Linked DNA regions of Mus musculus: regions 2, 3 and 4 are each linked to region 1. Evidence: chromatin contacts called from public Hi-C, HiChIP or PLAC-seq and promoter capture Hi-C data. All regions are on one chromosome and are shown on one strand. The core of a region is the stretch at or near the end of the contact, and the rest is flanking DNA. Distances in the headings are between cores, read along the strand shown.

Evidence for each region. Promoter capture Hi-C pulls out the DNA fragments that hold promoters and counts their contacts. A called contact is a pair of places that touch in the nucleus more often than the background predicts. HiChIP or PLAC-seq counts read pairs in DNA pulled down with a chosen protein or histone mark.
Region 2: a contact with region 1 is called in a BATF HiChIP or PLAC-seq map of CD8 T cells, with 11 read pairs. The contact joins two enhancer-like sites. A contact is called at or near these places in 2 of 15 datasets of contacts at CTCF or cohesin (large pre-B cells and pro-B cells), 21 of 484 Hi-C or Micro-C datasets (B cells, the Ba/F3 cell line, the C2C12 cell line and 14 more), 6 of 115 datasets of contacts at active chromatin or transcription factors (CD8 T cells, bone marrow-derived macrophages, effector CD8 T cells and 3 more) and 2 of 9 other capture datasets (embryonic stem cells and liver).
Region 3: a Hi-C map of the G1E-ER4 cell line shows a contact between it and region 1, with 5 times the contacts expected there. The contact joins two enhancer-like sites. A contact is called at or near these places in 1 of 39 promoter capture datasets (hippocampal neurons), 9 of 484 Hi-C or Micro-C datasets (3T3-L1-derived adipocytes, the G1E-ER4 cell line, the HPC-7 cell line and 6 more) and 1 of 115 datasets of contacts at active chromatin or transcription factors (bone marrow-derived macrophages).
Region 4: a promoter capture Hi-C map of pre-B cells shows a contact between it and region 1. The contact joins two enhancer-like sites. A contact is called at or near these places in 2 of 39 promoter capture datasets (liver and pre-B cells), 3 of 484 Hi-C or Micro-C datasets (Th1 cells, Th2 cells and cortical neurons) and 4 of 9 other capture datasets (adipose tissue, embryonic stem cells, liver and 1 more).

What each region holds. Positions count from the first base shown.
Region 1 is chr16:50,044,596-50,047,474 of GRCm38.p6, reverse strand. It overlaps Gm4827 (predicted gene 4827), which reads left to right. Exons shown (of 4, transcript NR_045935.1): 2 at 1,435-1,709. Among named protein-coding and RNA genes, the nearest start is that of Gm32101, 3.6 kb to the left of the region's middle. Within about 2 kb of position 1,519, at least 139 of the 459 cell types and tissues checked have an H3K27ac peak or open chromatin away from gene starts, as enhancers often do. A contact at or near this core is called in B cells, CD8 T cells, the G1E-ER4 cell line and 6 more, where this site is marked.
Region 2 is chr16:49,874,672-49,877,803 of GRCm38.p6, reverse strand. The region is part of intron 2 of Cd47 (CD47 antigen (Rh-related antigen, integrin-associated signal transducer)); the gene reads right to left. Among named protein-coding and RNA genes, the nearest start is that of Cd47, 21 kb to the right of the region's middle. Within about 2 kb of position 1,498, at least 14 of the 459 cell types and tissues checked have an H3K27ac peak or open chromatin away from gene starts, as enhancers often do. A contact at or near this core is called in B cells, CD8 T cells, bone marrow-derived macrophages and 1 more, where this site is marked.
Region 3 is chr16:50,185,796-50,188,903 of GRCm38.p6, reverse strand. No RefSeq gene overlaps it. Among named protein-coding and RNA genes, the nearest start is that of Gm4827, 110 kb to the right of the region's middle. Within about 2 kb of position 1,658, at least 3 of the 459 cell types and tissues checked have an H3K27ac peak or open chromatin away from gene starts, as enhancers often do. A contact at or near this core is called in the G1E-ER4 cell line, where this site is marked.
Region 4 is chr16:49,802,920-49,805,832 of GRCm38.p6, reverse strand. Gm16619 (predicted gene, 16619) reads right to left here. Exons shown (of 3, transcript NR_169118.1): 2 at 2,688-2,754; 3 at 953-2,036. Among named protein-coding and RNA genes, the nearest start is that of Gm16619, 3.8 kb to the right of the region's middle. Within about 2 kb of position 1,447, at least 89 of the 459 cell types and tissues checked have an H3K27ac peak or open chromatin away from gene starts, as enhancers often do. A contact at or near this core is called in Th1 cells, adipose tissue, cortical neurons and 1 more, where this site is marked.

The sequences.
Region 1 (2,879 bases), core at 270-2,769:
CGGGCCGGTTGGCTGGGTCTTTCCACACCAATTAATCTAAGAAAGAAAAAAGCCCCTCCTAGGCATGCCCACAGGCTAGCCTGATCTAGGCAATCCCTCACAGAATCAACAAGGATTCTGTCCCTTTCTAGGTACTCCACTTTAGGCAAAGACTGTAGCCTGCTTCTTAAGCTCTAAAATGAGTTAATAATAGAATCTGATAGGTTTTCTTGAGGATTTAATGAGGTAATGAATGTAATTATAATGGCAAGCACAATGCCTGACCTGAAACAGATGCTTGGCAGCCACTAGCTCTTACGAATAATGTTTTATTCAATCAGGAAAGGCAGGTCTAAATGCTGAGGAAGCTCAGGGCGAGGTGGGAACGTCTGGAGAGGTATGCATTCTGTTTCTGGTGGGGTTTTTTCCTTGCTTTACTTAATACAGCCTAGGACCCAAATGCCAGAGAATAGTACTGTGTACACCGAGCTGGGTCTTTCCATTTAACCTAAGTAGGAAAAAAGCCCCTCCAGGCATGCCCATAGGCTAGCCTGATCTAGATCAGCCTAACCTGATCATAGCTGGCACCCCCACACATTGTATCCAATACTCCATGATTCAAAAGGTAATGAACGAGAAAGTGGTGGGCTTCAATTCCCAACCCTATTAATACCACAAGATTTGAGCTACATAAACCACTAGTATGAAATTGCTGGTATTCATTAAACCTTGACAATATGAATTATGTTTAGAAATAATGAATACACACACATATATAGTGTTTTGTTTGTTTTGGCTGTTTTGAGACAGGGTCTCAGTTTCTAGCCTAGGCTGGCCTGAAATAATATATTTTTAAATTAAGTCACTTGCCTGGAGGTCGGCCTCGTACTGGCATTTAGTGACATCTCAGTAAAGGCAGGGCATAGGCAGTATGAACTTTTTACACCGTGATTGTTTCACAGGAGTGACAACTGCGAGAACTTCTCATTCCCTTCGTCTGCCCTCACTGTTTCACCAGGTTTGGGTAGGAAGCACATGCCTGGTGTTCTGTGGAAGTGGTGGAGTGGGAGGAGGTTAACTGCAAGCTTTATCTCTCTCTGCTGCCAGTCGTCCAATTCTATGCTTTTCTCTGACTTTCATCAGTGATGAGGTCATCCCAGCGCGAGAAAAGCAAACTCCTATCTTTCAGATTCGATGAAGGCTAGCATTGTTTAGTCTGCATAAATAGAGGCCAGACCCATAGAGCCCAGGAGGCAAGCGGCTCGCCCTCTAGCGGTTTCACTGGCTAATGCCGGTCACTCACCGGAGCACTGACAGGAAGGCGGGAGCGTGAGGGCTAAAATGTAAGTTAAAATTAGATCAATAGTCAGCTTGGCTGTCTCAATCAATGCTTCGCAGGGAGAGCATACAACCATCTATTTATAAGCTAAACCCGGTATTATCTTCCTCTTTTAGGACGCAGAGATCCATTACTGCGCGCGGCAGGGGAGAGGATGCTGCGCGGAGGTTCCTGCCACTTTACAGCTCACTGGCTCGCGCTACCTCACCAGCCTGGGATGGGACGCTGCTGAAAGACCAGCCTAGCCTTCGGCTCTTCTCTCTGCGCAGGACCTTAGGGTCCCGTGCCCCTGCTGTGTCCCCTAACCACTCACTCTCGCCAATCCCGTGCAGCAATCGACCGCATCCTAAGTTTTAAATTGACAAGGTCAAATAGGGAACCTAGTGCATGGGTGAGTTTGCGGAGGGGTATAGGGCAAATGCATTAAAAATAACAGAACTCAAGGGCCCTCCTACAGAAACAGGCCACACATCAGCTGGATTCTAAACACAGGCTTGACTGCCCTTTTAAAAGGTTTTCCAACTAGCTCCCCCACTGACCTGAATTATTCATCCTTGCTCAGGCAAATGTTGCTGTCAATAACTGGGGTTCCTCCTCCTCCTCCTCCTCCTCCTCCTCCTCCTCCTCCTCCTCCTCCTCCTCCTCCTCCTCCCCATCAAAACAGGAATAGATATAGATTTGTGTAGCAGGCCAGTGAAGTTCTTAAGTTAAGGTCTGGGAGAGGTGGAACTCCACTAGCCCCAGTCTGCCCCCCGGGAAGGTATCTCTGATACACAAAATAGATCTACAGGAAGCTATTGTGTTGCTGTGGTTAAACTGCAGTTTTTCAAATGAGAGAGAGAGAGAGAGAGAAAAAAAAAACAGAGACAGAAGGGGGGGGAGAGACAGAGAGAGACAGAGAGACAGAGAGACAGAGACAGAGAGAGACAGAGACAGAGAGAGACACACACAGACAGACAGAGGGAGAGGAGGGACAGGGACAGAGAAAGAGAAAGGAATTTGATTTGGCGCCCTCACAATGCAAGATCAAACCATAATTTTTCAGAAAAAAAAACTTGTATCATATATATATATATATATATATATAATATTCTAACTTTTGTTTTTCTGTATCTGGAATTTTTCTTTCATAAGCATGCACTATTTTTATGATAGAAAAACTTTAAAGGCCTAAAGAACTTTAATATTAGCATAAATGTACATTAAGTATATTTTTAGAGTGGATCTATTAGCTGCTATATCATTTGACATAAAAGGCTTTTGAACTAAAGATAGGAACTGTTGTATTCTTTATTTAGAAATAGTATCTTCCATCCCCTTCCAATTCTTGTTGGCTTACCTCCAAAATAGTCTGCATCTGTCGCTTCCTCGCCATCTTTGCAGCTCCTCTCGGGGACAAGCCACCATTCATCAGCTTTCACCTGGATACCCAAAATATCTTGTCGGCAGTTTCTTACTGCCACCTTTCCCCAAAGAGGGGCTTCACTTGCCACTGTAGCAACCAGATTGGTCTTTTAAAATGTAAATCAGATATTCCTTTTTTTTTTTCTTTTCGAGACAG
Region 2 (3,132 bases), core at 249-2,748, 170 kb after region 1:
TCTGTACCATTGCTAATAGGAATATTAATGAGTAATTTTAATTTTCATTATTTACATATTTTTATAAATGTTTTCATAGTTGTTATATCTTATGCTATTTTTTTTTCAAGCCAGGGAAATCCAGGTTAAGGTCCTGGAAGTGTGTTTGACCTTGAACACATTACTTGAATCTCATTTGCTTTCTGTACTGAGAAGAGGTAACACCCACATCGGTGTCCCAGCGTTTTGAGCAAAGCATAGCACACGACATAAATAACACATCTGGGATGCACTCACACAAATGGGAGGCCATTCCCCCCTTGCCATCTCTTCTGTACTCACTAACTAGAACCTTGAAGTAGCATCTTATCATTGAGTCCATACGGCCGGCCTCAGCACCCGGCCGACCCACAATCAGCACCTAACGAATATTTGTCAAAGAGATACCTTATTTCTAGCCCAGAATGCAGTGATGGAGATGGCATCTTCATTTTGCTGCTAAGAAAAATTGAGGACTAAAGACTGAGAGTATGTGACTACTGAATGCACGGCCATAAATGGGACACTGTACCACCATCTGCAAAGCTCAGAAGGGGGAAGAAAAATAATGTAAGAGCCCGAGGACAGGGCTTAGTATTGTGGAATACTGTCTTCCAAGCAGGACAAAGCCATTGTTCTACTGAACGCACAACAACTATGATTACATACACAAGATCTGCCCAAGATTGGAGCTGTCGATGTCCTGTGATGGAGGGGAGAGGGACTCACAAGGTCTCACCCTTCTCTGAGAATCTACAGCCGCTTGACAGTATTAAGAGTTGAAGGAGACATGATTTTAGAGCTTTGTTCGTTTTTGTTTGTTTGTTTTGTGGTATTCTGTTACATCTTTGCACAGCCTCAAGGACTTGACCTAACTGAGATAACAAGAGAACCAAGAAAAGACAAACATGCACAGCCAGCCAGATAGTAAGATATGCTGGGCCCTCTGATGGGAAGACTGCAGCACTCTCGAAGCCCAGCACGCTTACTTTATACAGTTGAATAAGCAGACAAGGATATGACTTACAACTAAACACGGACATTTAGCTAACTTGGATAGCAACAGTCTCCATTAGGGGAGCAGCTTTTAGGCTATAAAATATCAGAGAGAGGGGATAAAGCTATGGTGGGCATTTTCTGCACAGACTACCAGTATCCTCGTGGACCAGGCAAAAAAGGCTTTGCCCTTACTCTGAGCCTCACCCCCCAAGGGGTGACATCACCCTTTGTCATTTTCCTATGGACCCTGATATGGCCATGGGCGTGTCAACAGCCCATACTCATTCAAGACTTTGCCACTCAGGTGTCCACCACTCCTCACAGTATAGACACTGCTAAGTCGTTCCTGCTCTTGTATGTAAGCATCCTCCCCGCAAAACACACACAACACACATACAAACACACAGACACACACACCCAATGTTTCTAAAAGCAACCCTTACAAAAGTCTTTGGATCACATACTCATACTCAAAGAGGATGTGAAAGAAGATGGGGAACTATTTGGAAGGAAGATTGGAGATCAGTGGGAACAGGACAGAGAGGGTAATGGGGGTGAATACAATCAAAATAAATTATACACATGAATGAAAACCACTATTCAATAAACACTAATAACCATTTTAAAGATCCTGAACACAGGGTAAGTTGAGCCTCTTAAGTTTTCCCAGGTTAGAAAATGATGAAGTATAAAACAAAAAGGGGGGAAACAAAAAGCTTTCTCTGAACTCAAGTCCTGAAGCACTGGCCTAGAAACATATGAATGTCACTCAGTGTTTGCACACTGTCAGCTCCTGTGCTCCAAAGCAACAAATGCTCACCATTACCTGTGTTCTACTGAGTGGAATTCAATTACATCCTGGATAATTTCTCTTTCTTGTTTACGCTTACATTTGCACAAAAAGCACAACACAGTAAAAATGATTTGTAATACCTAAATCTCCAAGTCCACAAAACAAACATCATCCTGGTAACAAACACATATTCTTCCCAAAATGATGTTGTATGCCAAGGTTTCTTTTACTGACTCCTTTTCCCACTCAAAATGGCTCCAAGAACAAAGAGTCAACCTACAGGATGGGGGAATACCTTTCGTAACAATGTGCTGACAGGGGATTATCGCCGAAATCCTACAAAGAACTCCAAAAATTAAACACCAATTCATCTGGTCAACAACTGAACAGAGTTCTCAGAAAGAAATCATCCAGTTAGCAAATCATCCCAAGGCAACCACTTAACAAGTGAGCTTGAGACCCGAACGGTTTTCAGAGGGAGAAAGACAAAGAAATGAAAGAACACGTGAAGAAATGTTAAACATCCTTAGCTTTGAGATTCCATCTCATTCTAGCCAGAATGCCTAGCATTAGGAAAACAGACAATAAATACTGCTAAGGATGTATGGAAAGTGGAGCCTTTACACACACAATGGAAATCAGTAAAGATGTCCCTCCAAAAACTAAAAGTAGAACTACGACACGCTCTATCTATGAGTCCTCAGTAAACCTGAGGGATTCTTATATTGCTGCACTACTCACAATAACCAAGGCAAGAAAATAGCCCGCATGGCCATCAACAGAGAAAAAAATATGGTATATACACACAATGGAGTTTTATTCAGCTATAAGAATAAAATTATGACAGCTTCGGGAAATTAGAACTGGGGGTCATTGTGGTAAGTAAAACAAGCCATCCTCACCTGTCCCTCTTGTTTTACATACATTTACACATATGTAAATGATTAAGTGTTTGTATGTAAAACATGCAAATAGAAGACCTTGAGAAGGTTCTGTAGGTCTAAAGCAAACAGAGACAGAAACAGGATGATGGGCTACATGGGACATCAAAGCTGATGTAAAGATGAGTTGTAGGGGTTAAGGTCAGGGGAGGGCAGTAAGGGAAACAGATAAGAACAAAGTCTAATGGTATAAATGTATGAAAATGCAACCTCCTCTGAGTTAACTATAAAAGTTGCTAGGACCTGGACTTTGATGCCAATAGCCTCAAAGTTCACAGCACAGCTGAGGTTTTGACTCCAACATTCCTAGAGTCTGCTACAGGACTGGATCTTTGGCTCCAGTGTTTACCAGGAACCATGCCTTTGGCTCTAGTAGTGAGC
Region 3 (3,108 bases), core at 409-2,908, 140 kb before region 1:
CATAGAGATCCTGCAGCTTTGGATCTGTAGGACTTGCCCCTTCACCAGCTGATTGGGGGCTGGGGACATCCCATGCAGACAAGTGGCATCAGAGTTAGCTTTACTGTGCTGCCCAGGTCTGGGAGATAGCTCAATGGGTTTCCTTGAGCAAACCTGAGGACCCGTTTGGAGTTCCCGGATCCACATAGCAGCATTCCCAATGATCAGGGAGAGGAGACAAGAACCCTGGGTATGAGCTCTGGATTCAAGTGAGAGGCTGAGTGTGTAAATAAAGGGATGGGAGAGACAGAAAGACAACCCAAGTCTAGGGCTCCATACATGACCTTTCTTGCTCACCAGGAAACCATCTAAGTCTCGTTCACAAAAGAGATTTTAGTGTAAAGAAAGTCCTGTTACAACAAGTTTACCCAGCTCTGACTGACAAATGTGTGATAAGACTTTTGGGGTGAGGCCTGTGACGACTATCCAGGGCATGAGACGCCTCTCCTGACAGTCCGGACTGAGGGTGTTATGGAGGGATGCCCTCATTCTTCCTGTTCTCTGCTGTCCTTTCTATCTCAGTCCTGAGTCATGCATTACCACTGGAATCCAAGAACTTCAGTTATTAAATTTCTCTTGAAATAAGTTATGGTAAAACTTTCCCTTTCTGTTGACATTTTCCCTCACTGAAAAAAAGAAAACATAAGTTTGTTGTTTTGTTGTTTGTTGCTTTAATGTGGTTGCAAAAGACTTAGGAATCCCAGTCTACAATGATTCTTAAAGCAAAAGTTTTTCGTGAGAGACGCTACCTGTTGGTGTGTGTTGTCCCCACTACATTTTGGTTCTAGTTTGAATGGGAGCCTTTCCTTGCACATGCTTAGCCTTTAAAGACTCTGCCGCAGAAAGTGCCTATTCTCCTTGACACTGGGACTGTTTCACTTAGTGGATACAGAAGATTTTGTAGCTGCTTTGGAAAGTAAATGCTCACTTTAGTTTGACCAAAGAAGAAAATCCCCTGTGGGGATTGATACAGGAGGTTTCTTGAATTTCAGAACCATCTGCGGTTAAGAAGCAAGATCATCTCTCTTACATATGCAAACCACACTGTAATTTATGTATGACTTCATTTTTTAAAAATGCGGAAATTTAAAGGGTTTAATTTGAAGTTCATCAAGCACCTGTCCTTGTCTCCTTCCTCCTCCCAGAAGACTCCGTTCAGTTAAGCCTTTGCTTCCTCTCCTCACTTTCCAAAGACCTGGTGTAGGGAGCAGATGAGCCTGCAGTGAATGTGGGTTGTTGACTTGAGTGCAGCCGTGTCAAAGACACCATCACCTCAGACTGGCAAAACCACCTCTGCCAAGCTCAGGGGAATGGAAGCACCTTTCAATGGATAGGGTACAGATGGGAGTAGTTGATCTTTAAAGTCAGTAAATGCAGAAAGTGCAACCACAGCCGCCTCTGCCTCTTCGTGGATGACTGCAGTCAGATAGCTCCTCTACAGCAACTGCTACTGAGATTAGCTTTCCCCCCTCCTTATCCCCACTGTGTATCATAAATGGTGACTTTCCCTGCTGCTGCTGCTGGCGCATCTACACCCAAGCAAATGGCCCACCTGATCTCAGCTTTACCTTGCTGTAGCTCATTTCTTCATTCCCCATCACCCCAAAGTCCAAAGCTGTGCAGATCAGGGCAAGCAGCATTTGACCATGGGGAACTTGCCTCAGTCAAGGGAACACTCCCATGAGAAGGTCACAAAAAGGTAATGGGAAGCATGTTTCTGTGCATCCGGTATAAAATGAGTGGAATCTAGAGAGGGGCGGTTTCTGACAGATTTTGAGGAAGAAGTAAGGTGAAAAAAAAAAGATAAAGAAAAAAACCCAGCTTCCCAATTCTTAGTCTATGTTTCAGGAGACAATTCTTTGGTTTCTAGGAAAAGAGACAGTAAATTTGGCTACTTGGAAAAAAAAAAAGAATTAAGGGATAGATACATCACTGAAGCGTTCAGATCTCGTCATATATGTGAGTCCGTAGATTAGAGACCATTTCCTTCTGAAAGGGTAAGGGACTGCAGCCTGGTACCCTTGTCTCTCTGGAAATGAAGGACTGATCCCTTATCTCTGAGAGACAGCCACAGATAGTGGTGGGGACCACAGCTGCAACTTCAGCAGCCACCCCTGGAACCGGCAGAGACAGACAAATTTGATTGATGTGTCGTACGTGCTCTGACCAGCCTGATGCCTTGGCTGCTGATACTCAGTGACCTTGTTACAAGGATGGAGTCACACCACCTCTGGTAAGATTCCACCTTGGATCTTGGCCACTGTGACATTTAAGGTGACCTAAAACTTTACAACAAACCTTGTTTAGATAGAAGAGATTTGGGGGGTAAAGAGAATAATTGTTTTAACTGCTTATGTTTGAGTGTTGTGATCCACAGAATCCAAACCAAATGCTACATGTTCAACTACTAGGGGCAGTTAACCATATGTGTCTCTCCTTTATAACCCCTTGCTCTTAAGACCTGTAGAGTGGCAGCCTTGCTATAGGAAGGTATCCATGCAAAAGATGAAAATAAATAAATAAGTAAATAAAAACAACTATTAGGATTTGAGACCTCCGCAGTATACAATACCTCCTGCCTCTAAAGGGAAAATGTAGAACACATAAGGTTGAATAGGTCCCTGTCTATGCTCCCTGGAGACATTGCTTGTTTGAGATCTCTCATACCTACAATGTTAGCAGCGCTGATGTTACCCCAGTGTTCCTCTAATGGCTCCACAGGAGGTAATAATAATGCAAGCTTTTGGCATGAACCTGAGGTTGAGCTAAGCAAAGAACCTTATCATAAGAAACTGGAAATTCGACATCTGTTACCAACCTGTTTAATGTCGGTTGGTCAAGTGAAGTCAGTGTGGATAAAGGAGGATTGCAGGCCTGTATCCAACAATGCTGTGCTGTCTTGCTGATTCCATGAATATTAGCAAAAGCCCCAGTGTCCTCCATTACCTGATTAGATTGTAAACTCACTGGCTGTGTTACTTCCACATATTCCTATATTCTGTCAACTAGGCTTCCTTTCAGTACCTATTAATATTTCTTATCCATGGTACTCAGACCAAGGCCTCTGGG
Region 4 (2,913 bases), core at 198-2,697, 240 kb after region 1:
TGACGCTAATAAGGTATAGGGTACAGGTCCCTTTCTGTTCAGGGTGGTTGGCGTGAGTCCCTAGCTCGCCAAGGTTCCAGGTGGGGAGAGAAAGCCGGGTTATAATCAGGAAACATTTTCTGTGTCAGCATTTCCAGCAAATCACTTGTAGAAATTTTTTAGAAGAAAGGGGCCTGATTCTCCAGCACTCCTGTAATTTGTCATGATATAATTTCTCATTCTAAGTAAATATTCAGTTTCATGTCTAGTTTCGTATTTGTAATTCTGCATCTTTTTTCTTAACGAGGGTTCCTATAATTGGTTCAGCATGGCGTCTCACAACATCTGAAGGTGCCTTTGGTTAGGTGGGTCATGGGAACACAGGCTATGCACGGTGAACTGAAAGGCTCGCACTGGCTCCCACTCCTCCCTTTTCCTAAGAATCTTGTCAATGCACTGGGCAAAATGCTGCTGCAGTCAGCGTTGACTTCCACGTCCCCTGATTACTCTGTCCTTGTAAGTGGCTTCTATTTCTTAAGTCACAAGAAAACCAGCTGGAAATACTGCTGTAGAAAGTCGGGGTAGAAAAGCAGAGTATCGTCATGGCCAGACACTCTGCCTTTACACTTGCCTCCACTTGAGAGATCTCTTAGCCTCACCTAAAAACCCTTGGTGCAGGCAATTCATAGAAAGATTTTCCTTTTCTGAAAAACTAGCCAGCTGCCGTTCCTGTTCATTTAAACACCAGGACTTTGTAGAACAATTACATTAGATGATAGTGGTGGAGGAAAGGAAAGAGAAAGGAACATTAGGGTGCTTTATTTGGCCTTTTTAACGGCCCCCTCCTAATTTCTTCTTGTGATGTGTGATATTTGATTTAACCTCAATAATGTTCAAGAAGGGTCTTATCATTTTTAATATCTAGAATTGCCAAGTCTAGCAGCAGAAAAGAGAAGGTAACCAGATATATTTGGATTTCAGATAAACATAAATAATTTTTAATATATGCATTCCCCAAATTGGAATTGACAAGACATATTGAAGTGCTGTGCGTGTTCCCAGGTCATTCTGTCATTCTCACAGTTTGGAGCGGATAAAACCAAAGGCCAGAGCTTTGTAAGAGACACAGATGGTACCCAACCCCAAGGCTTTGCCTTTTAAGCACTGTTTTTAAGGGCCCCCTTACTATATCGTGTGAAATTGTGTAATTTCTCCTCCATCCTTAGGTAAATGAGAAATTAATTGCCCCTTAGAAGAGACCTTCCCAAGTTTTCAAAACAACAAACTCAATGCTGGGAGAGTCCCCAGGAAACTGCATCTAAGAATTTCAACATTGCAGATCAGATTCCTGGGGGAGAAAGCAACAGGGACTCCGCTGGAGCAAGCACTGAGAACTTGTGGCATTCGGAGGAAGAAATTAGAACGGGGCTGAAAGCCTGGAGCTGTTGTCTTGCTCCTGGAAAGCAACTTCCGCTGTGGTCCTGATAGCAAGAGGGAAGGGAGGCTGGGGAGTACCCGACCTTCTCACCTGAGTGTCACTAGAGCCGGAGGCCAACTCACATTTCCCGTCACCTCTGGGGCTGCCGATTTACCTTCTCCTCCCATTCTACACACTGCTGAACTAATTGCCTGCCTAATTGCCAAAACTAATTGCTCTGACGTGCTTTGTTCATCTGCTCCAGTCTCTAGCTGGAGCTTGGGCAGACGGGCTCCCCTGAGGGAAGGATGATTCTTTTTTCTGGGAGACGGAGCTTCAGAACAATGGAGCAGGAACTGTTTTTCTTTTTCTTGTGGATGGAGACCAAGGAAGCTCCTTGCTCACTTCAGGAAGGACAATAGCTCTCAGCAGGGCGGGGCTGCTTCCTGAGTCAGTTAGGCAGCGCAGGCTTCCCAGGGTGTTTCTTTCTCTCCTTTAGAGTTTAGCTTAGAGCTGGTGATTAAAGTCCGGAGACCTAGAAAGGTTAACAGCTTTCCCAAGTCACAAACTCCTTCATGGCAGGGATGTATTCGTGGCTTGTCTTTCTCAATTCCCAGTCCAAGATTTCTATTGTTTTATTCTGTAATTGTTAGAATAATAATAATAACTCTTCTACATTTCCATGCAAACATTTATCAAGCCACTGTTGAGTAACATCTTCTTATTTGTAGTTTGAATTAGATTCATTCATACCCACTGAGTTGTTATGGTTACTAAGCCTTTTCTCTGTGTTATTTATGTCATATCATCTCAAAGGGGTATAAATGAATACTGTAAGTAAGGGGAAATGGAGGCAAAGGAATTTAACAACTTGGCATGTGTATGGGTTCTGATTTATGGACAAACTTGTGAGACCATTTAAGTGTTGAGACTGGAGCAACTCAAAATTAACCAAACAGATTGTGCAATATTGTATAAAGGCCAGATGCATATGTTGTCATGCCTCCATATTGCTGAGATAAGAATAAACAATTACAAGACCAACTTGCAATGAATTCGAGGTGTTATGAAGAATTTCTGTAATTTTCTGCTTAGTGGAAAACCCAGTGGGTTGGAGACATTAGCTGGGTGTATGGCCCTGGGGGAGGGGAGCAGGTGTTTCCCTGCCTCAGTTTCATCAATTCTGCGTGAGGACAATTAGGTTCCATGGTCTGAAGACCCTGCTGCACTGTTCTTCTTAGATGGAGCCTGTCCAAGGTAAAAGCACACAATGTCAGAGGCTCACACTAACCTTCAGGATAGCTCCCCAGTGGCTGTAAATGAGAGTCTTATTGTTTGATGAATGGTCTTCCCCTGCCCTGTAACAAGAATAATAAAAAGCAATGACACTATTGGGTGGAATAAGCATTTTCTCCTCCAGAGGAAACCTATGGACTACACAAATAGTAACTGTTTTGAAGCTCCAAAAACAAATTGTATAAATTGGATTTTGAAGGAAAAGAAAGTTATGATATGGG